Linked DNA regions of Mus musculus: all the other regions are linked to region 1. Evidence: chromatin contacts called from public promoter capture Hi-C data. All regions are on one chromosome and are shown on one strand. Each heading gives the region's core, a stretch centred on a gene start, on an enhancer-like site or on the middle of the called end of the contact. The rest is flanking DNA. Distances are from core to core; before and after follow the strand shown.

Region 1 (3,182 bases), core at 396-2,895:
AGGTGAGAGATGACTTCTGTAACCACAAACATGGAGATGAGAGAAGATCGGAGGTAGGTGAGACTATGAACTCTCAAAAGCTAATCACAGGGGCACATCTGTCAGCCGACCCCACCTAAAGGTCCCCAAAGCAGCCCCACTGACAGAGAAGCAAGTGTTAAAATATCCAGTCCTATGGGGATGGGGGACACATCTCAACACCACGAATGTTGACAATTGGACACTAAGGTCAAAAGGCAAGAGTCAGGAGAGACATCTGGCTAGTTACAGCTGAGGAGGAGACAGCTGAGTAGGTCAAGAGCACACAGAAACAAGGCTGAAGGTGAGGGTGGAGGGTAATGTGGGATAAAGGATAGAAGACTACACAGGGCCAGTGAAGACTTCCGGGTAACTGCCAAGATCGCAACTCCACATAGCAGCTTTACTTATAAAAATCCCAGAGAGCAATGAGATACTCTTTATAAGGTGAGTGGTTAAAGGGATATATTCTTTTAATGGAGTATTACTGAACTCTGAAGTGAAACTTGCTTCCTGCTGTCCCAGAGCACCCAGGAAACCAAGCTTCATGATCCTAAGGAAGGAAACCATGGTAGTTTCTGGATGCTTGAGGCCAGACGTGACCTTCTGGACAGGGCAAAATGGTTGCAGAAGTCGAGTCCAGGGTCTGGGGAGAGCAGGGCCCTGAGGGCAGCCCCGAGGGCCTGTAGAAAGAGTGAAACTGGCCCTGTGATGACAGAGGAACGTTGCTACACCAGTATATCCAACCTGGTGGGATGTGCAGAGTGGACTGCGATGCTGCTCACTGATTTTAACAAATATATCTGTATGCTCCAAGGCTGAATTGGAGGGTGGAATACCTTCTATTTTCTGCTTGGTTTTTCTCTGAGTCCCAAACTCCTTTAAGGATAAACTCTTCAAAGAATTATTTTGGGTTTTGTTTTTTGTTGTTGTTTGTTTTTGTAAGATTTGCCTCTGCCTCCCAATTGCTGGGATTAAAGGCATGTGCCACTGCCTGGCTAAGATTTATTTATTTATTTTAAGAGTACTCTGTTGCTCTCTTCAGAGACACCAGAATAGGGCATCGGATCCCATTACAGATGGTTGTGAGCTATCAGGTGATTGCTGCGAATGAACTCGACCTTTGGAAGTGCAGTCAGTGCTCTTAACCCCTGAACCATCTCTCCAGCCCCTACAAAGAATTTCTTTAAAGAGTCTGTTTAAGAACAAAAAGACCCATAGACAGGCAACTGTGCTTAGGCTGCAGTTGAGAACTGAGCGAGCAGTTTCCCAAGTGTTAAAGAACTTTTTACTAAAGAGACAGGGAAGAAGGAATCGACTTTTCCAAACAAGATGTGCCGCGGGCCCAACTCTGAGCCCGGGCCTTCGAGTCCCTCGAAGGCACAGGGATGGGGACATCGGGCACCGCTAGAGCACACAGGAAGCACACAGGGCACTCAGGTGGCGCAAGGGAGCAGCGCATGCGCGCTGTAGGGGGCGCCAGGCCGCATGTGCGCCTTCAGAGCCAGAGTGACTCAGGGCCAGAGTGACTCAGCACCTTCGCTTCCTGCTGCTTTGGGACCTCATGGGAGATATGTAAATGAGCTGGAGCATCGCGGGACTTGGCCCTTTATAAGGCCGCGTTCGTCCTCCCTGGTGTTCAGTGCTTAGCGAGGAGAGCCTGGCTCTGGAGTCCATTAGCTGGCACCTGGGCGCTCAGTCAGGGAGGTAAGGATGGAAAGGGACTGGGCCGGGGGCTGAGCCGGGCTGGGTGCGGTGGGCCTGGGTCGGGTGGGAGCACGGTGGGCAGAGAGGAGATCCTCCTGGCGTAGGCTTCCCGGCCTCTTTGGTTGGTAGCCGGGCGCAAGTGTGAGGTCGGGGCCTTGAGCCCTGAGGACACCTCTGATGTCACCCCAGCCTGTCCAGAGTGAACAGGGAACCCCGGGGGCCAGAGCCCCAACACCCTCTCCTCAGGGGAGCCCTGCAGCGGGCCCAGCAGGGTGAGCCAAACCTCATTTTCTCTGTCTTTCTAGCTCCCCATATATTGGAGCAAGTGTGAAGCTGAAGAAGTTTCTGGAAGCTCAAGCCTGTCTACTTCTTCAGAGAGGTATTCATTGAATTCTCACCCAGTTCTGGTACCACTGCCCCGTGTCCTGGAGCCCCAAAGCCCCTAGACCTACTGTGCCCTGTTTTCTCCCGTTTCTCTCATTCTCGCCTTTCCCACTTATTTCTAGCCTCTGTGGTTCTGTTGACCTGACCTCCTCAGTCCATCGAGCAAGTCTGAATCTGTGTGTCCGCTTAGCTGCAGACAGACTTCTTGACCATGTGTCCCCCAGTCAGCGTTCGCCATGGGGCCAGGGGCATGTCCTGCCTCTATGAGGCATGGCTGTACCATCTTGTCCATGGGGAACAGACGAAGATCTGCTTTGCTTGCTTCAAGGCAGCTTTCCTATTGAATAAACTCTACCTGGAGATGGGAGACTGGCAAGAGGAGGAAGAGGAAGAGGAAGAGGAAGATGCTGATCTCCTGGAATACTTGTCAGAGTCAGAGTCAGAGTCTGAGCAGGAGCCAGGGCCTGAGCAGGATGCATGGCGGGGATTGGGGTCCCTTTATGTGCCACAGAGTGTCTCTGAAGGGTCTGGGGTCCTGCTGCCAACCCCTGTGTGGACACAGGGCATACTATTCTCCATTTTTGTGCCCACTGAGCTCTTTCCTCAGGAAGCTGTACCCCTGGATCTGGGTCCTGAGGATGCTGAGTGGACCCAGGCCCTTCCCTGGAGACTTGATGGGCTTTTTCCCTGCTCGCACCAGCTCATCCCTCCTCTGACTTGGTGGGATATTTTTGATGTGATGCCATCTCCTGGGCAACCTGTGTTGTTGGAGTTGAGATGCCACTGGCCCTTGGACCAGACAGTAGCACAATCCTGGTTGCAAGACCAGAAGTTTGTCCTCCTGTTGGATAGCGTCCAATCTAGGTGCCACCTGCTGTCAATGCGTGTCCGCTGGGTCGTAAGGACTCAGGTCCAGCACTGGCAGGTGTTGCTGGACCCTGGTGAGATGTGGGTGGCCCATTTTCGGAAAGAAGTTGGGCAGCACGGCCTGTACCATCAGAGCCTGAATCCCTGGAGGCTGAGCATCCTGACAGCTTCAGAATTAGGGATGGAGTTATTGCCTGCCACCTGCT
Region 2 (3,182 bases), core at 311-2,810, 700 kb before region 1:
TGTGAGGTCCTAGATTTCATCCTCAACACTGTGGGTGGGGAGGATGTTGAGAGCTTTGGGTACTGCTTCTAGGAATTTGGCATCTGTCACTGGGCTTGGACAAGGAAGTAGGCTGAGGTAAGAATATTAGAAACAGAGACCACGGGGCTTTGTGTACTGCTTTGATGAATTACTGCCTTGTGTGATCTCTTTGCTTACTACTTTACTTAGTGACTATCTTTTTTTATTTTTTATTTGAGACAGGGTTTCTCTGTGTAGCCCTGTCTCTGTGGCTGTCCTGGAACCCACTCTGTAGACCAGGCTGGCCTTGAACTTAGAAATCTGCCTGCCTCTGCCTCCCAAGTGCTGGGACTAAAGGCGTGCCCCACCACTGCCTGGCTTCTTAATTATTACCTTGTGTGACCTCCTTGTTTGCTACTTCACTTGATTACTTTGTCTTTGATCTAAGAGCTGACCATGTTTTTTGGATGCACCTAGGATGCTATACAAGCAGGCTGGAGCGACATGAAGCTGTTCCAGCCTCAGCACAGGCTGGAGTCAGGGTATCATTTTCTCTAACTGTTTTTTTTTCTTTTCAATCCTCACTCCCTCACTTGAGACCCTGCTGACTGAATGAGCTGGCTTGGTCAGGGGAAGAAAAAAAATGGGGTGTTGCTGCTGCTGCTGCTGCTGCTGCTGCTGCTGCTGGAAGACACTGGAGGGCTCCAGGCAACAGTGAGTGCAGTGGAGATGGGGTTATGACAAAGGCCGGGATGCACAAGTGCTAGGCCATTCGATTGTCTGGCATATAAAGTTATAAGTCAGAAAAAATGGTAGATAAAGCTAAAAGTGGAGGCTGAGCCTGAGATGTCTATCAAAAGTTAAAACTCAGGGGAACTGGGGTCCAAACAGGAGGGGCATTTTCCATGTACAGCAGAACCTTGCCCTAAACATGTCTACAGAAGGGCTTCCTGATGTCTCAAGGTCCTGTGGGCCTATAATGACACTAACACATCTACATCACACATACATACACACACACACACACATACACACACACACACCAGTCAGAAGCAGGGAGACAGAGTTAGGTGGTAGGGCCCAGTGTTGACAGCCTAGGGACATGCTTTCTGTCTCCACAGCGAGTTGCTCAAGTCCTTTAGACTGGACAGTGATCACAGCAAAATCCTGCTTCCAACAAGCTTGGAGGGAAGGGACATCTGGAACGTGAATACTGAGTTGTTCTTGCTCTCCATAAACTATAAGGATAATTGGCTTTTGTACTGCCTGTGGGGCTCCTGGGGCTGCTATTGTGAACCAGTTTGCACAGAACTGATCTTTTAGGGGTGCTGATAGGAGACCAGCTGAGCCTACAGGCCAAGACCAAAATGGGACTCAATAGTGATGGCCATGGGTCCAGCATCAGGGCCACCTTAACAAAATCATGACTGTGCAGACATTAGGGATATCTCTGGAGCCAAGGCCAAGAATTACAGGCTAGAAAGACCAGATGTGACTATAGAAGCAGGCCCCTGCTGTAAGCCCTAAAATGTGACTCCTCACATGATACCACTGTGATCGCACTGGAGGAGGAGCTTGCAGCTCTCCAGCTCTGGCTTATACAGTTCACAGAGAAGCCAAGGGACACCGGGACACCGTTATTTTAGGACTGTAACCTGTTCAGAGAGACCCTGGCCACTGCTCTCCGTGGTTTTCTCCAATTGTGTGGATGATGAAGGAAGAAGAATGCAGCCCCTTGCTGTCTCAGGTGAGCCGACACTTAATGGCCTAGCTCAGGTTGAAGATGTTTCTTGGATCTAAGGTCCTCTGGGAAGCCCCTGGACCAGGTTGCAGTCTACCTGACTCCTGGCCCCACCCCCCAGTCTAGCTGTGTGCTTGACCCATGGGTACACTTGGGTGCTAGCCTTTAAGGTGCCCCCTATAGGCCTGAAAGAAGTATTGATTCAGGATCAGGTAAGGGCAAATGTCCTTTGAGGCTGATTGTGGACTCTGTGGCCTCAGGCAGTCTTAATGCTGCCAGCTGGCTCTGGCAGGTTGTCCTTTTACTCTGACAGACTCCGGCTGACAAATAACCTTCACATATTCTGCTCCAAATTTAGGGTGAAAGAGCAATCCACACACCTGGACAAGCTTCTTCCTGTGGGACGGGGATGAAATGAGACCCTTGCCTAGATACCTGGCTGTAGTCATGCCTAAGTCACACTGTCATTCGAAAAACAAGGTTACCCCATCTCCCTTTAGAGGGTCTCTCTCAGGTCTGCCTCCTTGCCTCCTCTAAATTCCTGCCTATTGGCTGCCTCTCTCCCTGCCCAGGAAGCCAGGCAGGCAGTACCTAGGCAATCTCTCCCTGCATCCTCTACACTAGGTTCAGCATAGTGTCCACACTTGACCTAGGATCAGTCGGTGGGCCCGAGATGATACAAAGAAAACAAGGTTCGTTTCACGCAGAAGGGTAGAAGGGTAGTCACGGGATCAGCTTCTCTATCCCAGGCAGCCTGCACTTATGGCTTGGGTGGGAAAGTCCCTCTTGTGACTGCACAAAGTCACTGCTGGTGGGGCACTATAGACTGATTCCACCACAGAGACCATTCCAAGACTAGGGAAGCAGACCCACCTGCCATGATTCTGCTGTGTTGGAGGAATAGAAATCCTGACCCTGGGCAAGACCACGCTGGTCCATCTTTCACAAGGGTATAGAAGAAAGGGAGTGGGTCCATCTTGTAACTGCTGCTCTGCCCAGTGTTTACCAGGGACCTTTCAGGGAGCTGTCATTATACTGTCCTAATGGAGATTGGCCTCACACATCGACCCTGGAAAGCAGTGAACTAGGACCCTCACTGCCCTTTTAGATTACAAGTCCCCAGGCCCCAAGTTACTGATTCTTCAAATCTTTACTTCCTTCCATAAACTTCCTCTAAGCCCACCCCAGTCTCTTAGCCCCTCTCTGGTGAGGCCTCACCCCTGCTCGATGTCACAGAGTCTGTGTGACTGAGGTCTCACCAATGCATCCTCTAAGTTTCCTCTCCTTCTGCAGGACACTGCTGGCCGAGAGCACCCACTCACCAGGAACAGTCCACCTACCGCAAATATTCCATGTCCAGCACCCTGGGAGAATCAGAAGGGGTCCTGGGGCTGCAGGTGCTGTCCTGGAGCAAAGCGCCAGGCCTCAGGGGAAGGCCAGG
Region 3 (3,182 bases), core at 287-2,786, 660 kb before region 1:
GGTGAGCCGTCTCCCAGCGGCCTGCCCTTGGACTTCTGAGCTTCCTTTGATCCCTTGCACTGGGTGCATCAGGGGCTTTGCTCAGCAGACAGAATCATGACATGCCATTAAGTGCACGTATGTACACATGCGTCCATATTGCACAGGAGACAAGTTTACAAGAGATCACACGTGCCATTGCCATATTGGTAACAACCTGATCTACTATGTGCTAAGGTGAAGCTTGTTCTAAGCCGAAGGTTTTGTTTGTGAAGGGGGGTGATGAGCCTATCTGCTCTTTCTCTCCAGATGGCCCCCAGCACCGGCCCTCCCCAGCAGCAACCCCCTGTGGCCCAGCCAGCGCCTACACAGGGACCGCCAGCACAGGGCAGTGAGGCCCAGCTCATCTCCTTTGACTGACCTTGAGTCTGGCGCTCACCATGCAGAGTAACACTACAGTTCACCAGAAACCACTTATATGTCTAACTAGCCATTCCTCCCCTATTACTGCCCTGTAGTGTCCCTTCTGTGAGCAAGGGGTGGGCCTTCCCCCTTGGCCCTCTTCCCTGTCCTCGGTGGTCTGGCTCCTATCACTGGTTCCCTGCTTCAGTCCTGATGCCGTCTGACCTCCCCGGGACTGGGGCTCTGCAGGGCAAGTAGAACCTTCTCTGGAGAGTGCCCGGCTGTGTTGGGTGCCACAGGTGAATGCTGTGGGGATGCTTAGCCTGGCCCGGAGTCTGATGTGAACTAACTGTGTGGTGTCCAGGCCTGGCCCTGGTACCCAGAAGAACCATGTGGCTCCTGCACAGCAAGGGTAGAAGCTTTAGGTATCTCTGTCTCCCCTTCTCCTTGGATGTCATCTCTCAGTGCAGAGCAGTGAAAATAAAATGTATTTCAAAACTCTCATGATTGATTGTTCGGGCAGCAGGCTGGGTTGGACCAACAATTTAATAGTCTGCATCTGTTGTGGAGTGTGCTGGGTACTGGCTGAGAAACCGTGGACTTGCCAACAGTCTCCTTCCTGGTGGGGATTCTGCAGACTCATCTGGTGCAGGATACATCACCAGGCGGGTGAGGAAGGGTGCAAACGCGGGCTTTTGCAGCCCAACTGCCCTCAGGATTACCCACTGCTTAAGGTTTTAGCTCTCAATAGCTCACCCTGAAATATACGGTTCAACCTGACTTCTGTGAGGTCTCAAGTTTTGCTCTTTCCCTCCCCGCTAAGCGCCCGCCTTAGTGTGCACTCAAAGGAGGCGGTTCCGCCTAGTGAGCTCTTGGGAGGACTCCAGGCCCTTCCTTCTCCTAGGTTTAGAGTACTGGGCTCCTGAGGTTGCTAACCTCTTGGACCACTGAGTTGAATTCAAGGGGCTATGAGTTCCGTAGGTAAAGGGGTGGGGGCGCCTACTTATTCCCCTGGCGAGACAAAGGCGTGCGGAACACGACTGATGGAGAAAGCGCCAACCCAGTATTGTCTCCGCGCCTGCGCGTCGCACCGCCTAGTGCGTAATACCAGGAGCCAACCCGGGCTAGAGCGGCCCGGACAGCTCGCCTCCTCCCGGATAGAGCGTCGCTTCCGCTTAGAGCCGCGTGTGACCTTCCCGCTTGCGGAGCTATGCTGCCGGTGGCGGCTAGCCGCTGCCTGTGGGGGCCACGGCTTGGACTCCGGGGGGCAGCGCTTCGCCTTGCCAGGTAAAGCGGTGGTCTAGAGCGCCATTGCCGGGGCGGCGGGCAGGAAGTAGGTTCAGAGGGAAGGGGTGACGGGCGCATCGCCACCTTCCGCGGCCCAGCCTGCGGGGCGTGGAGAGGGCGGCTCGGCCTGGGCGACCTTGGGTGCAGGTACCTTTCGTCCCCAGCTTCCCGCCGCTGAGACCCATCGCCGTGGTCGGCAGCATAGCCCGAGCCCCGTGCTTTGGAAGGCTTGGTGCAGCACTGTGCACCCGCCAGGCTGATGTATTCCATTCAACCAGAAGCCTGCCGTTCTGGGCAGTATTGCAGACATAGTCGTGGGCTCCTGAGGCTCTATGGGAAATGTAGGAAAGCTTTTTCGGGTCCCTTAACCCCAGCTTGTGGAGCCTGGCCTCAGCGGTGGCAGACTGAGCACATGGATCTTGTACCCTTGAGTCTCCCGTTTTTTCTGATCTAACGGCTGTTTGCCTGGGGTAGGCAACAGATGCCCAGCGTCTGTGCAGCGCGGCAGTTGAGAAGCAGCAGCCACCGAAGGAGTGAAGCACTCGCCGGCGCACCTCTGGATAATGCTCCCAAAGAATACCCCCCCAAGATCCAGCAGCTGGTCCAAGACATTGCCAGCCTTACGCTCCTGGAGATCTCAGACCTCAACGAACTCCTGAAGGTATTAGGAGAGATCGGCACAGGCCAGGACTAAAGTCCCTGCCTTCTAGTTGTATTTTTACCAAACAAAGGTCAGAGGTCCCTGTCTCTTCTGGGGTGTTTTGGGAGTTTGGTAAATTATCAAATGTACTTTCCTAGGTGGTAGGGCCAAATAGGCTTGTACCTCCATTTGTACCTCCATTTAGGGTTTGATAAGCAGCCACTGAGACCTCTCCTTCATCCTACAGAAAACATTGAAGATCCAGGATGTCGGCCTTATGCCAATGGGTGGCATGGTGCCTGGTCCCGTCTCTGCTGCAGCACCGGCCTCTGAGGTGAGCCTAGGCCACAGGAAGACCCAGTTCTGTGTGCCCAGTTAACTGCCCGACTCAATAACTTAGGTATTTCCCTGTTCCTCCTTGAGTCTGTAGCTGTAATCCCTGTGTTCTGCTGTGGGCTCCCTGCAATAGCTTTGGGAAATTTTCTGCCGAAGGCATTCGAGATCTTTACTAGTGCGTGCATGTGTGTGGGTGTGCATGAGCAGGGGGTGGTCAAAGGTCAGCTTTTGGGGGTTCTCCCCTTCCGCATGGGTTCTGGGGATCAGGACCTCGATTCTGTAAGCTAGCTTTCCTTCTGCCCTCTGAGCTACACTGGTGGGAAAAATGATCTGAAGAGAGGAAACGGTACGCCAAACAGTGCAGCAGTCTTGAGTATTATTAAAAGTAGGGAGGGCACAGAGATGTTGTGGGAGAGTGCCTGCCTCAAGTGCACTGCACCAATTTGGACAGGTAGGGAAGAGACTTGGAATTTCGAGGAAGGCCTCTACAACATGACAATGTTGAATCAAACTTGAAGGTGTTGAGGAAGAGAAAGCA
Region 4 (3,182 bases), core at 350-2,849, 620 kb before region 1:
TTGCCTTCTAACCTTTGCCTTCTGGCCATTGCCTGGATCAAAACAGAAAAGGGCAGCTCCCTGTCAGGATTTCTGGTGGACTCTTCTGAAGATAGGGGCACAGAAGACAGAGCCCCGGGGAGTATCCCTGTCCCCAAATCCTGGCAGGGTCTTCCTGTGGATCTTATAGACATGTACAAAGCAGGGTCTGCCTACGAATCACTGGAGGGTGGGCCAGCTCACCGGTGAGGGAACCCACAGGTTGGGGCACAAGATCCAATGTCCCCTAAATAGACATGGAGTCCTGGAGAAGGACAACAACTGAACAAGGAACTGACCCAAGGCCCATGGGAGTTCTGAGGAAGGGCGGTGGGTGACAGAGAAGAAACCACATGTGTTCCAGATGAGAGAGACTGGTGCTGGACTGGATTCCCTAGAGGGGCCTCGGCTCTTTACTAGATGATCTGCAGGTATGAGGTGGAGGAGAGGACACAGACATAGGAGACTTGGGCCGCAGAGGACTGGTCTGGGGGCTGGAAATGGGGAGGGAGGTTGTGAGTACCCATTCTGAAAGCCACAGTTACAGGGAGAACTTTCTAGAAAGCAACATGACCCTCTTACAGGATGTGGAGAAGCCAGAGAAGTGGAAGCCCAAAAACACCCAAGGGAGTTTCTGATCCCGAGGTTACTGGGCAGGAGGGGAGATGAGGCAACAAAAGGTGGCTCAAGGGCTCAAATGGGGGGGCGGGCAGTGGAGAAAGTCCTCTCCAGGGCTGAGTCTAGGAGCGAAAGGCAGGCTTGTGGCTCAGAACCTTTGACTCCAGAAAAGGAGGTATCTAAAAAAGGTCTGTGCCGACTGAGAATATGGCCAAATTAGTGGATTGTCAAATGAGTGGTGTTGCTTGAGGGCTTATTGGACAGGAGTCCCTGAGGCCCACAGGGCATGTAACCTGGAAAGGGTTTAAGAGGCACTCTTAGCGGATCACCTTGTCTGAAATCTGCAGAGCGGCCCATGTATCCTGACCTCTCCCACCCATGGTGCATGTGTGGCAGCTGCAACCTTCCAGCCAGGAGCCAGATGTGGTTAAGTAAGGGACTTAGTCCTTCTAGAAAATCAAGACTGCAAACCTGAACGCAATGATGAGACCCCAGGACAGTGGACATTGAAAGAGAAAGGGGCGCGCTGAGTCACTTATTGTTCCCTTGGAGAACTCAGACCCATCAGGATTCGCACCTGCCAGGTCAGGATTCACCCGTGGAGGCTCTCTGAAGTCCAGGGTGCGCAAGGTTGGATCCTCAGGGTTACGGTACACCTGGTGAGGGTTCTCGGAAGGGACCCGTAGGGTCGGATCCAGGTCAGGGCCTGCTCCTGTGTGCCAGAGGGGAGGGAAAGGGAGAACGCGGGATGCAGACCTGCCAGGCAAGCTCAGCCCAGGAGATATACTCGGGGTTACACCGAGAGGGTCTGAGAGCTCGCTGCAGGTCCGCTGCACTAAGGCGCGGGCGCGGACCCTCATCTCTCCCCCTCCCCCGCGGGCCGCTCCCGCCCCCACCCCTCCCCCTTCGCCGCCGCCCAGCGTCGCCGCTGGAAAGTTTGCGAGCGGCTGGCGCGGAGCTGGCGCCGACCCCGATCACAGCGCGGCCGAGGCGAGCAGTCGCCGGCGCCCAGATCCGAGTACGCTCGAGGACCGCGAGGAGCGCAGCCCTAGCCCCGGCGACTGAGCACAGTGAGCACTAGGGTCGGGCCCCGAGGGGATGGTCTCAGGCTGTCTGTGGGGTGCTGGAGCACGAGCGTGACCTGGGCGCACAGAAGAGGGGAGCGGGGAGCTGGCCCTCGGGCCTGGACGTAAGCCAGCTGTCCCTGGGGTTTTGGGAGTCGCGGTTCTCGTCCCGGTCTAACACCTTATTCAAAACGGGAAATGTGTCCTACTGTCACGGTTAGGGCCACCTGATTCCCAACCGTCTCCTGCAGGTTAGGGGTCTCAACTTCTCCTTTCTATTTTCTGGGAGCGCAATCCAGGAAGGTGGGAGAGGGTGGGTGCAGACGTGGATCCTGCTGCCCCATTGAACGCCCAACACACTCCAGCTTCCAGCTTCTCACACTCCAAAGGCTCGCTCATCCCCTTCAGATGGATTCGCTTCCCCTTCCTATGTGTCCCTGATCTCCAGAACTTCCTAGCAGTGTCTCAGTCTTGCGGGTTAGATGTGTAGGCACCGTGCACTGAGGGTTTTTTTTCCCCTGCAAGCTCAGGTCATTGCTCCCCAGAGACCACCTTCCCACTTCAGACCCGCGAAGTTTTCTGTCGCAAACCGACTGATCCCTTACCTCTTAGCTCTCGCATCCTTCGAGGTTAGACCAGGCATATTTTGCTGTTCTTCTGTCTTGGAGACATAGAAGGGGGAATCTGAGCTCACCCGAGCCCGTGGGTATCTCCGCCCCTTTTCAGGGGAGGACTGGAGAACTAGGCTTTGTCACAGCCTGTGGCCCCTGATCCTGTCCCTGCCATAGGACTATGACCTGGTCTAGTTTCTCTGTTTTGACAAAAACACCCTTCCAGTTGATATCTCTGGGGATTCCTAAGATCAAAAACGTTGCTACTTTGGCTTCTAAGGAACCAAGAGGATCCCCCCCCCACCTTCCCTCGATGCCTCCCTTTGGCCACTGGGCCATCCATCTAACACCCTCCGCCACCTGCAGAGAAAATCGGTAACCACACTGCAAACACCCACGTGTCCTTTGTCCTGTTGGAGCTTGCTGGAAGCGGTGGTGGCATGGGACAATGCCAGTCCGAGTGGCTGGTGTGGTGGTGGCATGGGACAATGCCAGTCCGAGTGGCTGGTGTGCCAGATATGTGCTCTGAAGAAGGGGGATTGATTGATCTAAAGGCAAGACAGGCAAGCATCTTAGGGATTCAGACTTGCATCTTCCGTATTTCACCTACAGTTGGGTCTCACTGAGAGTCAGATTTCAGCAGCCTAGTTCAAGACGGGAAGAGGGTAGGGTCCCTGGTCTACTGTCCCTTATGTCCATCTGTTCCCTGACAGGGAGGGTAATAAGGTGGAAAAAGGACCAGAACTGCAGCTCAGGTCACAGGTGCGAGAGCGCGTCGTGCACACCTGGCTGCCTGTCACCCTGAGTATTTATCAGAGCTGATAGGCTCTGTCTGAGTGTCAGTATTTGCCCACCGTGGGGACAGGAGGCA
Region 5 (3,182 bases), core at 419-2,918, 600 kb before region 1:
CAGTTAAAACTAACAACTAACCACTGAGTATATGGTAAATGTGGAATCAGTTAATACTTAAAACGAGGTGGAGACCCAGAAATGTCCAAGGACCAAGAATCACAAAGGCCACAGCAGAGCCTTGGCAAGGGAGGACAGAGGGAATCCCTGTGCTGGGAACTTTATACACTGTTCATGGTCCTATCACAGCAGGCCAGGAAGAAGGCATCTCACAGTCCTATTGCAGAGGATGTCACAGCTGTCACCTGAGAGCTGATCTGAATGACTCCCAGCCCCGACACACTCCAGGGCCTTCAAGGCTGCAGAAACTGGCTAGGGTGCTGGGTGCTCATTATCTCTGAGTTTGCCTCAGCTCCTGTCTGCATCCTACATCAGGTTCCTAAACTCTCTGAAATGCTGCTTCCCAGTGACACCCGTGTGGGTCTGCTCACAGCCCCTCTACTGGGAGAGATCCGGAATGGGTTTATTCTCTATAGAACTCTCCACTTCTATAGGACCCAGGGCTTTGGAAGGCAGGGTAGGGGGACAGATCCAGGACCACATCAACTCTTCTAAATACATCCAATATGCCAGGCACATGATGCTAAATGGTCACACTTTGCTACCCACCACAGTGACAATGCGAGTGGTCCCTCACTACAATCAATGGTGCAATGGCTGGTCACTCTGTTCTTCTGAAACGTCTACTATCCAAATGTTGTTGTTTCCTTCTTTCCTCTTCCCACCCCTTTTAGAAAAAAGGTCTCATGTAGCCCTGGCTAGTCTTACATTTCTGATCCTTCTGATTCCACCACACAAAGAGTTGGCATGACAGGTGTGTGCCACCACTCCCTGCTTCAAATTGTGAGGCTTATAGCGACTGACCAGCCAAGCAGGAGCCACAGTGCTGTGACAGCTCGGGCCTGCTTCCAGATGACAGTGGCAGGTCATCAGACCTAGAACGTGTATCCTATTCTTTCCCGGGACTAGCAAACTATTAGATATTCCCTAAATGGACCCAAACCCAGACTCCTTCTCCTGAAGGACCTGGCTCTCGTTGCACTCCTGTCACATCGCTGTCTAAACGTCCTGGACACTCCCCAGAAATCCACCAGCTGATCTCAACTCACTGGGGGCCTTTGCTTGAGCCTGCCCTGTGTTTGAAACATGGCGTCCAGAGGGAAGACCATTTTATCTCGGACGACCACCCCAGGATCTGGGCTGCTTTTGTCAACAGGGTACGATACTTCCGGCCACCAGCATGTCCAGCTTGCCCACAGACAGGCCCCGGGCTTGCGCAGAGCCACTGCATCAGGACAACTGGGATGTGGGCAGGGCAGGTAGCCGGCAAGGACACCGGCGCGGTTTGGGGAGGCTGGCCTGCGCAGCTCAAAAGCAGGGAGCGCCCTCAGAGGCTGCCCCGGGACCGCGGGCGTCGGTTCCCGGGGAGGTGGGGGGGCGGCCGCCACGTCCGCACTCCGTGGAGACACCGGCCTTGTCTCTCCCCGCTCAGGCCAGGCGACCCAGCGACACCAGGGCGGGGCGGGGCGGGGCGGCCAAGGTCCCACGGAGCCTGCAGCGCCCCGCCCCGCCGTGCCTCCGCGCCGCGCCTTCCTCACCTCGCCCTCCTCGCCGCCGCCGCTGCCGCCGCCGCCGCCGCTTCCAGTGGGCCGGCCGGAAGTGACGCGGCGCGCAGGCGCAAACGGCGCGGGCCACGTGATCGCTGGCGAACGGAGTGCGGCGAGGTCGGAGGCGCGCGAGGTCGTCCCGGAAACACGGGTGGGTGTCGGGGGAAGGGAGGGGTTGCCGGGCATCTCTGAACAAGAACATCGGCGCACCGGCCCCGGACACGCATTTCCCCGGCCCTGCGCTGCCAGCGAGCCCCCGCGTACCTGGCGATGGTTTTGTACTGGACTGCGCTAATCAAGTCATCATCACAGCTTGGGAATTATGTTTATTGAAAAAGTAAAAAGTATCACCATTAAAAAACAAACAAACCTGGAGAAAAAGCCAGGCCAGAGAAATGGGTATAGGGGCAAGAGGGTCGTTCCCCACAAGTCCTAACCAGCCTGGCTGCCTCACTGCACATCCAGTGGGCACTCTAGTCCTTGGGGCAAGGTGCTTGCCACTTCTCCAAGGAGGCGCAAGCCCCAAAGGGCTCTCCTGGCTCAGTCCATGCTGGTTCCTTTGAAGAGTTCCACCAAGTCTTTGAAGTCCGGGTCAATAAGGTCGGAGGGCAGATCGCCATCATCATTGGCTGCATCTCTGTCTGCCCCCAAAGAGATGAGATACCTGAGGTGTGAAGGGCAGGTGGTTAAAGCCTACTCAGCCCACTCCGGGGCCAAAAGGCTAGAATATTGGGGTCACCTGTTTGTTTTTTCCAGGCAGAGTGAGGAGGAAGAAACCTGACCCCTTGGAAGCTGTGGCCAGATTTTCCGGCTTGCTCTAATGTTGCAATCGGGTAGAAACTGCCAGAATCCCTGAGTTGATGCCTACATCCTCAGAGCCATATTTTGGGGGGGTCCACCTGGAGAGATTAGGATGAAACCTCTGAACCACATTCCATAGTCTCACCTGGCTATGTCAGGGTACCCATCACTGCAAGCGATGTGCAGTGGTGTCCAGCCTGTCTCATCCCGCTGGTGAATGTCAGCCCCGTATTTGACTAGCAACTTCACACACTCTAGGTTTCCAGAGAGCACAGCTTCATGCAGAGCAGCCAGTCCTGGGCAGGGTGGGAACACAGGGTCAAAGCTGTAACCCTCAGAAGAGGATCTCCCCTGCCTCCTTATGGACAGAAGGCCAGACTCTCAGTTATCTACTCACCTGAGGGATGGATAGTGTCTAGGGAGACTTTCCGAGCCCGGATAAAGCGTCCCACCTGCTCCAGGTCGCCTTGTCGAATGTGGTCCAAGAAGAGAACATCGTTAGGGAAGCGCACGCTCCGATCGGCCAACATCCGCCGCCTCCGCTGTCGGGGGCTGTAGCGAGCATAGCGGACCGTTCGGCTGGGCATCCTGGGATTGAGGTGGGCTATCTCTGTGGGTATGAGTGAGAAAGTGTCCCTACCAGACCAGATCTGTGTAAGCTCTCCTGCTCGACAGAACCTCGATTCCAGCTTATAAAGGGCTTGCGAGGCTATATAAAGCCACGCAGTCATGCTTGCAGACGCGAGGGGCTGAAACTGAGCTGCTCCGCGCTCC
Region 6 (3,182 bases), core at 470-2,969, 560 kb before region 1:
ATTTTTAGGGGTAGAGGCAAGATGCCAGCTGGCCCCACCCAGGGATTCTAATACCCACTCACCTGTCAGGTCCAGTTCCAGAGGGCCTGGGGCAGTGCTGCATACCAAGGTCAGTCGAGTCACAATGACATTGGGGACGTTGGGGTCTGCAGAGTGAGAGTTAAGAGTCAGAGTCCCATCCCTTAAGATTTTTCTTTTTAAACTCACTCCTTGGAAGAGTGGTCTGGAAAGAGACTGGGCACAGGTTTAGATGACATCCTTCCTCCAAGCCACCTACCTGCAGAGACAGCTACTCGGCCCAGCAGGGCCTCCTTGTACTTTCGGAGGCTTTCATCGTCCTTGTCCAGTTCCTGGATCTCCTGGATGCTCTTCTGGGCTGGAGGCTTGTAGTTCACAGAGTGCTCATCTTCCTCATTCTCTGCAGCTATCTGCGCAAGCTGCTCAGCAGTGGGTTCCTGTTCTGCCATGCTTACCTCTAGCTTGGGACACCTGTGGGCGGGGCATGAGCAGGACTGTGACAGCCTGGAGGCATTCCACCCTAGGCAGACCCTGACACCTGCAGGACACCTGACTGGAACTTTGAGAGGATGCTGCCACTGCCCTACGCAGAGGCCCATTTGAGAGGACTAGAACCCCAAGCAACGAAATGGGACCACAGCCTGTTCCTCAGAGAAGCAAAACACCTTTCCTCCCCACTAAGAATAAGCCTCCAGACCGAACTGAACTGGCAGACGCAACACTAAATCCCTGGGGTCCTGTTGCTGTCCCTAGCTGCCCAGGCTCTCATCTTACTGGGTTGGGTCATGGAGGTAAGTTCTCCGACAGGGAGATGCTCTGTATGTTAGCCACGTGCAGGACAAGGGTCTGTTTGTTCGTCCCTTCCAATGGAATACTGTCCTAAGCTCAACTATGTGATGACCGCTTAAATCCCAAGAGCCCAAAGGGGATCCTAAATACGCAGGTCTGTCCTCTCTAGTGAGGGTCTGCGTATGCAACTTGGGAGCTAGTGCACCGCTTGCAAATAAATCTCAGGAGCCTGTTTCTGGGCCCTGACCCTAAACCTTTAGTGGCGGTGAGGAACCAACCAGGACGGAAGCGCCTAGATGCCTTTCAGTTCCGCAGATTCCCAAACGTCTCTCGGAAACCCACTGTGATGCCTACAGGCAATGCGCAGCGGTCCCGGGAAGAGCCCGGCCGTTGTCCCTCTGAGAGGTGTCCGCCAAGGAAACACATAAAGCGGCGGTCCGAAACCCGGAGGCTACAGACAACCCCACCCGACGCCAAGCGTGGCCGCCGGCGACAGCATCAGGGCGCGGCCCGCACTTCCGTAGAGCCCGCAATCCGAGCGGGGCGGGGCCGCGCGGCGGGAGCCCCGGGCCAGGCCCCGCGCCGGACCCCGCCCGCGAGGCCGAGGAAGGGGGTCCCCTGGTAGCAGGCGCGCAGGCCCGGGGGGCCGCGGCCCCTCCGGCAGGACCTGCGCTGCCGCCCTGGCCCGCCCCGCCCGCCCGCCCGGGTGACCGCGCCCCGCCCGCGAGCGCCGCAGTCGCCCGCGACGCCGCACAAAGCCAACCCACTCCCCTCCCGCACTGCACCGCGCTGCGCCACGCGCCCACTCACCGGAGGCTCGACCGCCGCTCTCGCGCTCCCTCCCGCACCAAATGACGAACGTCGTCCGCCGCCCGCCGCTCGGACGGTCACTTCCGGGGTCACAAGACTTCCGCTCTCGCGGGCGGGGTCGCCTTGCGCATGCGCCGCCAGGGGGCGCGGGTCGGCGCCGTCGCCATTTTGCTGCGGGCCTCGTGGGCGCGTCCCGCGTGGGCCGGCGCCCTCGCGCCTTCTGCCGAATGCCGGGTGCGAGGGTTTGTGGGACACGAGAGCCGGCTCTTCCAGAGCAGCGTCGCGCGGCCATTCTGTGGCTCCCAGGGTTCCCTGATTGCCGTGCCTGGCCCTTGTCCCATTGTCCTCAGAGTCAACAGAACCACAGTCCTCACCGACCGCAGTGCCCTGTAGCTGTGCTGCCTGGCGCATTGCTCTGGGGACTGCGTGCCCCCCGAGCCCCCGTATGTTAGAAGTTGTATGGTTTTGCTGTGAGGAGCGGTTTTCCTTGGAACGGGCTGCCTGCCTATCTTGAACCTCATCCCTGAGACGCGCCCGCCTCTGCCTCCAGGATGCTGAGATTGAAGGCGTGCACCATCACCGCCAGGCGTGTTTCACGACGCTGAGGATGGAGCCTCCTTAGTGGAGGGCCTGGCTGGGGGGGTTCCCGGTCGTGTGCTTGTGCCAGCCACTCCAGTTCCTCCTGAGGAGTCTCAGTTCCTGCTACTCCGTGAGGGCACTCCATGTTGGCTTCTTCTGAGTGTAGCCTCAGACTGAGGGGAGGCAGGAATTTAAGGGGCACTACGGGGACTTCTATAGCTTAATCCCACAAAAGCCATCGCTTCTGGCCTGCTCTGTTGGCCACACCTGCCCCTGTGGTATCCAGGAAACAGCTGTTGGCTCCGGAGAGTCATCAAACTTAAAAGATGAGGAATCCAATGGCCTCCACTCTCCATCTTCAGTTGTGGCCCAGTTATTTTACACAAGCACGCATACCCTCTGGCTATACATCAATCTGAAGCAAACCAAGTGTTCTTTCAAGCTCATTTATTTTTATCTCTAAGGAAGATGGATTTGCAATATCATTACCCTACATCCAGGTAGCTGCTCTTCTATGCAGAACTATTCTAAAACAAAAAGCCACGTGACTATCCCCACTCTTACTGTATGATGAATTTGGCTGGCCTTCCACCTACACACAGGTGTGCCCAACGAAGTGTGTCAAGCTGGCTTTTCAGGAGGCTCATGGTCCTCCAACTGGATGAGCCTGGTTTATTGAGCTCTGTGCCACCCACAATTCCCTGGTTTGACGCTCAAAGTACAAATCTTCCAAAGCTGCGTTTTTATGTTTATGCATATCAATATTTTGAAGTAGTCTCTGAACCACTTGTGTGCAGTACCCATAAAGGTCAGAAGAGGGCATTGCATCCTCTGGAACTGGAGTTAGAACAGTAGTGGGTTCTGTACTGTACTGGGAATCAAACCCAAGATCTCTCTCAAAGAGGAGCCAGTGCTCTATGAACTGCTGAGCCATCTTTTTAGCCTGCCCATGCCCAAAGATTTTTTATACGGTCTAGCTACATACA
Region 7 (3,182 bases), core at 402-2,901, 540 kb before region 1:
TAACCTCAGAATCCTTCATGGCCTTCACTTACCACTGAGGTTCTTCCTGGTGTGTTGTCTCACGGTGTCAGCAGCCTTTCCTCAGGGTCAACTCCACCCATGTAGCATGTCCGCTCTCTAGAGATGAGAAAGCCATAACTAACCTTGGGCTGCTTGCAAATGGGACCCCTGGCTCCTCCCCTTCCTACTCCATTGTTCTTCCACCAGCTTTCTCCAGAAAAGTCAGGACAGCAATGTACCGAGCACTGCAGCTTGTGCTCAGCCTAAGCCCCTTTTCCATGTGGGAGCAGGAGGCCTTGGAGGAGGAAGCCTACACCACTGACCTCAGGAAGCTCTCTCTGCTCTAATCCACCTGTGCCTGCCCTGGGTGGCCAGACACAGTCCTATTCATGTTCTGGCTCCTGCACATACCACAAGTCTCTTACATGTTACCCTCCTGTGTCCAGTATTCGAGTCACTGTTTGCTAAGTACAGGTGGGGACGGTTCCTAGGCCATACCCACTGGTGTAGCGTGGGCAGGGCAGTTACTTGCCCCTAGGGTCCAGAGTTGCTTGCCCAGGCTTTTCTGAAGGTTGGAGCCTGAGCGCAACACTTCTCCTCAGAAAGGGCAAGCCCAGCATCAGAGTCTTCCACCGTGAGCACCACACCAAAACAACTCCAACCTTGTTGCATTGGCAAGATGAGTTATTTTCTCCAAGTTCGAGGCCAATATAGGTTATAGAGTGAGACCCTGTTGGTGAGCCTAGACAGGACCAAAGAATAAGCAAGGCCCCTGTGGTGGCTGATGTTATGTTAACTTGATGTGAACTAGAGTCCTCTGAGAGGCGTGATCCTCAGTTGGGAAAATGCCTCCGTAAGATCAGGCTGAGGGCAGGCCTGTAGGACATTTTCTTTCTTCCTCTTTATAATGTCTTTACATTTTATGTGTGTGGATGTTTTGCCTGCAAGCGTTTCTGTGCATACATGCATTCTCCCAGTGCCTATAGAGGCCAGAAGAAGGCATCTGACCCCTGGAACTAGAGTTCCAGACAGATGTGAACTGCCCTGTGAGCCACCTGCGCATGGTACTGGGAATCCAACCTGTGTCCTCTGGAACAGCAGTTAGTGCTTTTAACTGTTGAGCCATCTCTCCAGCTTGGAAAAATCAATTAGCGAATGATGAGGGAGGGCCCAGCAGATTTTGAGTGGTGCTATCCCTGGGCTGGTGATCCTGGTTCGGTAAAAAAGCAGGCTGAGGAAGCCCTGAGAGTAAGCAGCACCCCTCCATGGCCCCTGCATCAGCTTCCACCTCGGTCCCATTGGAGTTCCTGCCTTGGCTTTCTACAGCGGACTGTGACTCAGGATATGTAAACCAAATAAACCCTTTCCTCCCCAAGTCACTTTTGATCATGGTGTTTCATCACAGTAATAGTGCCCTAAGACAGTTCCACATTCCACCCTTGGAAGTTGATACATCTGGTCAGTAAAAGGACAGTTCCACTTGAGGGAGGAACGGGCCCTCTGCCCCATCTCGCAGGGTGTGAGATCCCACTGATTTACCACTTGCAGTCTGTGCGCCACTCCTTTCTGTCGCCCGCTCCTCCTCATCCCCCTCCCTGCCTCTGTCCCCCGCCCCCATTGTAAATATAAAGCCTGGTTCACAGACTTCAGTCGCTACATTCTGCCTGCCCCTGTCACAGCTCCATGGCCCGGTGTAGGACGCTGGTGGCCGCTGCCCTGGCGCTGCTCCTGCCGCCAGCCCTCGCGTGGTACAAGCCCGCGGCGGGACCCCACCACTACTCGGTGGGCCGCGCCTCGGGGCTACTGTCGAGTTTCCACAGGTTCCCGTCCACGCGACGCTCCGAGTCTCCAGCACTCCGGGTGGGAACCGGACCTCTGCGCAATTTAGAGATGCGCCCCAGCGTAAGGAGCCTTGTGAGTGCAAGCAGGCGATGGGTGGCGGGAGCTGGTGGGACAGGGGCGGGCCCTCAGCCTCCACCGCCTACCCAGGCCCTGTGTGTCAAAGATGTGACCCCGAACCTGCAGAGCTGCCAGCGGCAACTCAACAGCCGAGGGACTTTCCAGTGTAAAGCGGACGTCTTCTTGTCGCTGCACGAGACTGATTGCCAGAGCACCTGAGCCCTGAACCCCAACCCTGCGGCCGGTGACTCTCCCCAACCCCCATATGCCCAGTCTTGCTTGAAGTAGCACAGACCCTGTGTGGGTTTGGCCCCTAGCTCCCACCATGCTCCATAGCAAATGGCTAAATTAATAAAGAAGCAAAACTGTCTCTGCTAAGGGTTGCTGGAGGAGATGGCGCAGAGACCCTGACAAGTGGGTGCCTGGCTGAGCGGGTCCCTGGGGTGATGATTGCTCCACTTCCCTTCTGTGCCCTGGCTGGCTCTTTTCCTCTTCCACAAAGCCAGAAAGGGGATAGAGCCTCCACCCTGACTCCAGAGTCTGAACAGGTGGTCCCCCTACTTAAGCAGTAGGCACTGGGCATAGATAGTTCTTGCATGCCATTTAAAACCACCCCCAGAGCATCCTCAGACCCTGCTCCTGCTGCTCAGTCTTTCAGAGCCACAATGTCAGCTCAAGGTTCTTTTAGAAAGCCCTGCTCGGAGTCCTGCCTCACCCCTGGCGAAGCCCCTCCCAAAGGCCCTGAAGGACATAGCTACTGTGTGCGCGACAGATCACTGGGGTGTGCAGACTCTGTGCAAGGGCGGGACTTCACGGGAGCCCTTAGATCCACCCACTGCGCTGGTAGAAGCTTGGCCTGGCCCCACCCTTTCAGAGGGATAACAGGGCTCAGTGGCCTGCCTGGCCCCCCCCCCCGCCCCCCCCAATGTTCTGGGCCACAGAGCCAAGTGGGCAGCAGACTTGAGTTCTGCCCCAGTTGTTTCTTTTGCCCTGCTTTCCCTCAGCCCAAGGCAGACACAGGTGTGGGTGAGGCAGGTACCACCAAGTACCTGAGCTTCCTTCTGAGCACCTCTCATTCTCCTCTCTGTGGTGCCTCATCAGCCACACCCGGCATGGGACAGAGCTGCACCAGAATCCCTGTTTGGGAGCTGGGCCTCGCCATTCCTGTCAGCTGCTTCATCACCGAGCCAGTCTCCCCACAATCAACCACCAAGAGCAGTTCTGGGGTCCTCATCAGGGTCCCCAGATATGCACAAGCTACCCAGCTCCCTGGCCCGGCTCGC

The links. Promoter capture Hi-C pulls out the DNA fragments that hold promoters and counts their contacts.
Region 2: a contact with region 1 is called in a promoter capture Hi-C map of stem cell-derived epiblast-like cells, with 3 times the contacts expected there. The contact joins the promoter of Tspan10 here to the promoter of Tex19.1 in region 1. A contact is called at or near these places in 2 of 39 promoter capture datasets (pre-B cells and stem cell-derived epiblast-like cells).
Region 3: a contact with region 1 is called in a promoter capture Hi-C map of embryonic stem cells, with 4 times the contacts expected there. The contact joins the promoter of Mrpl12 here to the promoter of Tex19.1 in region 1. A contact is called at or near these places in 2 of 39 promoter capture datasets (embryonic stem cells and stem cell-derived epiblast-like cells).
Region 4: a contact with region 1 is called in a promoter capture Hi-C map of stem cell-derived epiblast-like cells, with 3 times the contacts expected there. The contact joins the promoter of Gcgr here to the promoter of Tex19.1 in region 1. A contact is called at or near these places in 1 of 39 promoter capture datasets (stem cell-derived epiblast-like cells), 1 of 484 Hi-C or Micro-C datasets (regulatory T cells), 1 of 115 datasets of contacts at active chromatin or transcription factors (pancreatic cancer cells) and 1 of 9 other capture datasets (embryonic stem cells).
Region 5: a promoter capture Hi-C map of stem cell-derived epiblast-like cells shows a contact between it and region 1, with 2.7 times the contacts expected there. The contact joins the promoter of Mcrip1 here to the promoter of Tex19.1 in region 1. A contact is called at or near these places in 2 of 39 promoter capture datasets (embryonic stem cells and stem cell-derived epiblast-like cells), 1 of 115 datasets of contacts at active chromatin or transcription factors (pancreatic cancer cells) and 1 of 9 other capture datasets (embryonic stem cells).
Region 6: a promoter capture Hi-C map of stem cell-derived epiblast-like cells shows a contact between it and region 1, with 2.4 times the contacts expected there. The contact joins the promoter of Arhgdia here to the promoter of Tex19.1 in region 1. A contact is called at or near these places in 2 of 39 promoter capture datasets (embryonic stem cells and stem cell-derived epiblast-like cells).
Region 7: a contact with region 1 is called in a promoter capture Hi-C map of stem cell-derived epiblast-like cells, with 2.8 times the contacts expected there. The contact joins the promoter of Npb here to the promoter of Tex19.1 in region 1. A contact is called at or near these places in 3 of 39 promoter capture datasets (embryonic stem cells, liver and stem cell-derived epiblast-like cells).

Annotation. Positions count from the first base shown.
Region 1 is chr11:121,144,498-121,147,679 of GRCm38.p6, forward strand. Tex19.1 (testis expressed gene 19.1) reads left to right here and starts at 1,646. Exons shown (of 3, transcript NM_028602.3): 1 at 1,646-1,725; 2 at 2,031-2,104; 3 at 2,232-3,182. The coding sequence starts at 2,321.
Region 2 is chr11:120,441,071-120,444,252 of GRCm38.p6, forward strand. It overlaps Tspan10 (tetraspanin 10), which reads left to right and starts at 1,561. Exons shown (of 3, transcript NM_145363.2): 1 at 1,561-1,747; 2 at 3,035-3,182. The coding sequence starts at 1,709.
Region 3 is chr11:120,483,101-120,486,282 of GRCm38.p6, forward strand. It overlaps Mrpl12 (mitochondrial ribosomal protein L12), which reads left to right and starts at 1,537. Exons shown (of 5, transcript NM_027204.3): 1 at 1,537-1,668; 2 at 2,143-2,329; 3 at 2,556-2,642. The coding sequence starts at 1,592. It overlaps Hgs (HGF-regulated tyrosine kinase substrate), which reads left to right. Exons shown (of 22, transcript NM_008244.3): 21 at 1; 22 at 289-884. The coding sequence ends at 399.
Region 4 is chr11:120,529,128-120,532,309 of GRCm38.p6, forward strand. It overlaps Gcgr (glucagon receptor), which reads left to right and starts at 1,600. Exons shown (of 14, transcript NM_008101.2): 1 at 1,600-1,706.
Region 5 is chr11:120,548,059-120,551,240 of GRCm38.p6, forward strand. It overlaps Mcrip1 (MAPK regulated corepressor interacting protein 1), which reads right to left and starts at 1,669. Exons shown (of 5, transcript NM_001033231.4): 1 at 1,599-1,669. It overlaps Ppp1r27 (protein phosphatase 1, regulatory subunit 27), which reads right to left and starts at 3,074. Exons shown (of 3, transcript NM_026814.3): 1 at 2,806-3,074; 2 at 2,554-2,704; 3 at 1,917-2,271. The coding sequence starts at 2,995. The coding sequence ends at 2,148.
Region 6 is chr11:120,579,905-120,583,086 of GRCm38.p6, forward strand. It overlaps Arhgdia (Rho GDP dissociation inhibitor (GDI) alpha), which reads right to left and starts at 1,720. Exons shown (of 6, transcript NM_133796.8): 1 at 1,618-1,720; 2 at 278-489; 3 at 63-146. The coding sequence starts at 467.
Region 7 is chr11:120,606,826-120,610,007 of GRCm38.p6, forward strand. Npb (neuropeptide B) reads left to right here and starts at 1,652. Exons shown (of 2, transcript NM_153288.3): 1 at 1,652-1,914; 2 at 1,990-2,275. The coding sequence starts at 1,684. The coding sequence ends at 2,118. Anapc11 (anaphase promoting complex subunit 11) reads left to right here. Exons shown (of 3, transcript NM_001038230.2): 3 at 1-1,373.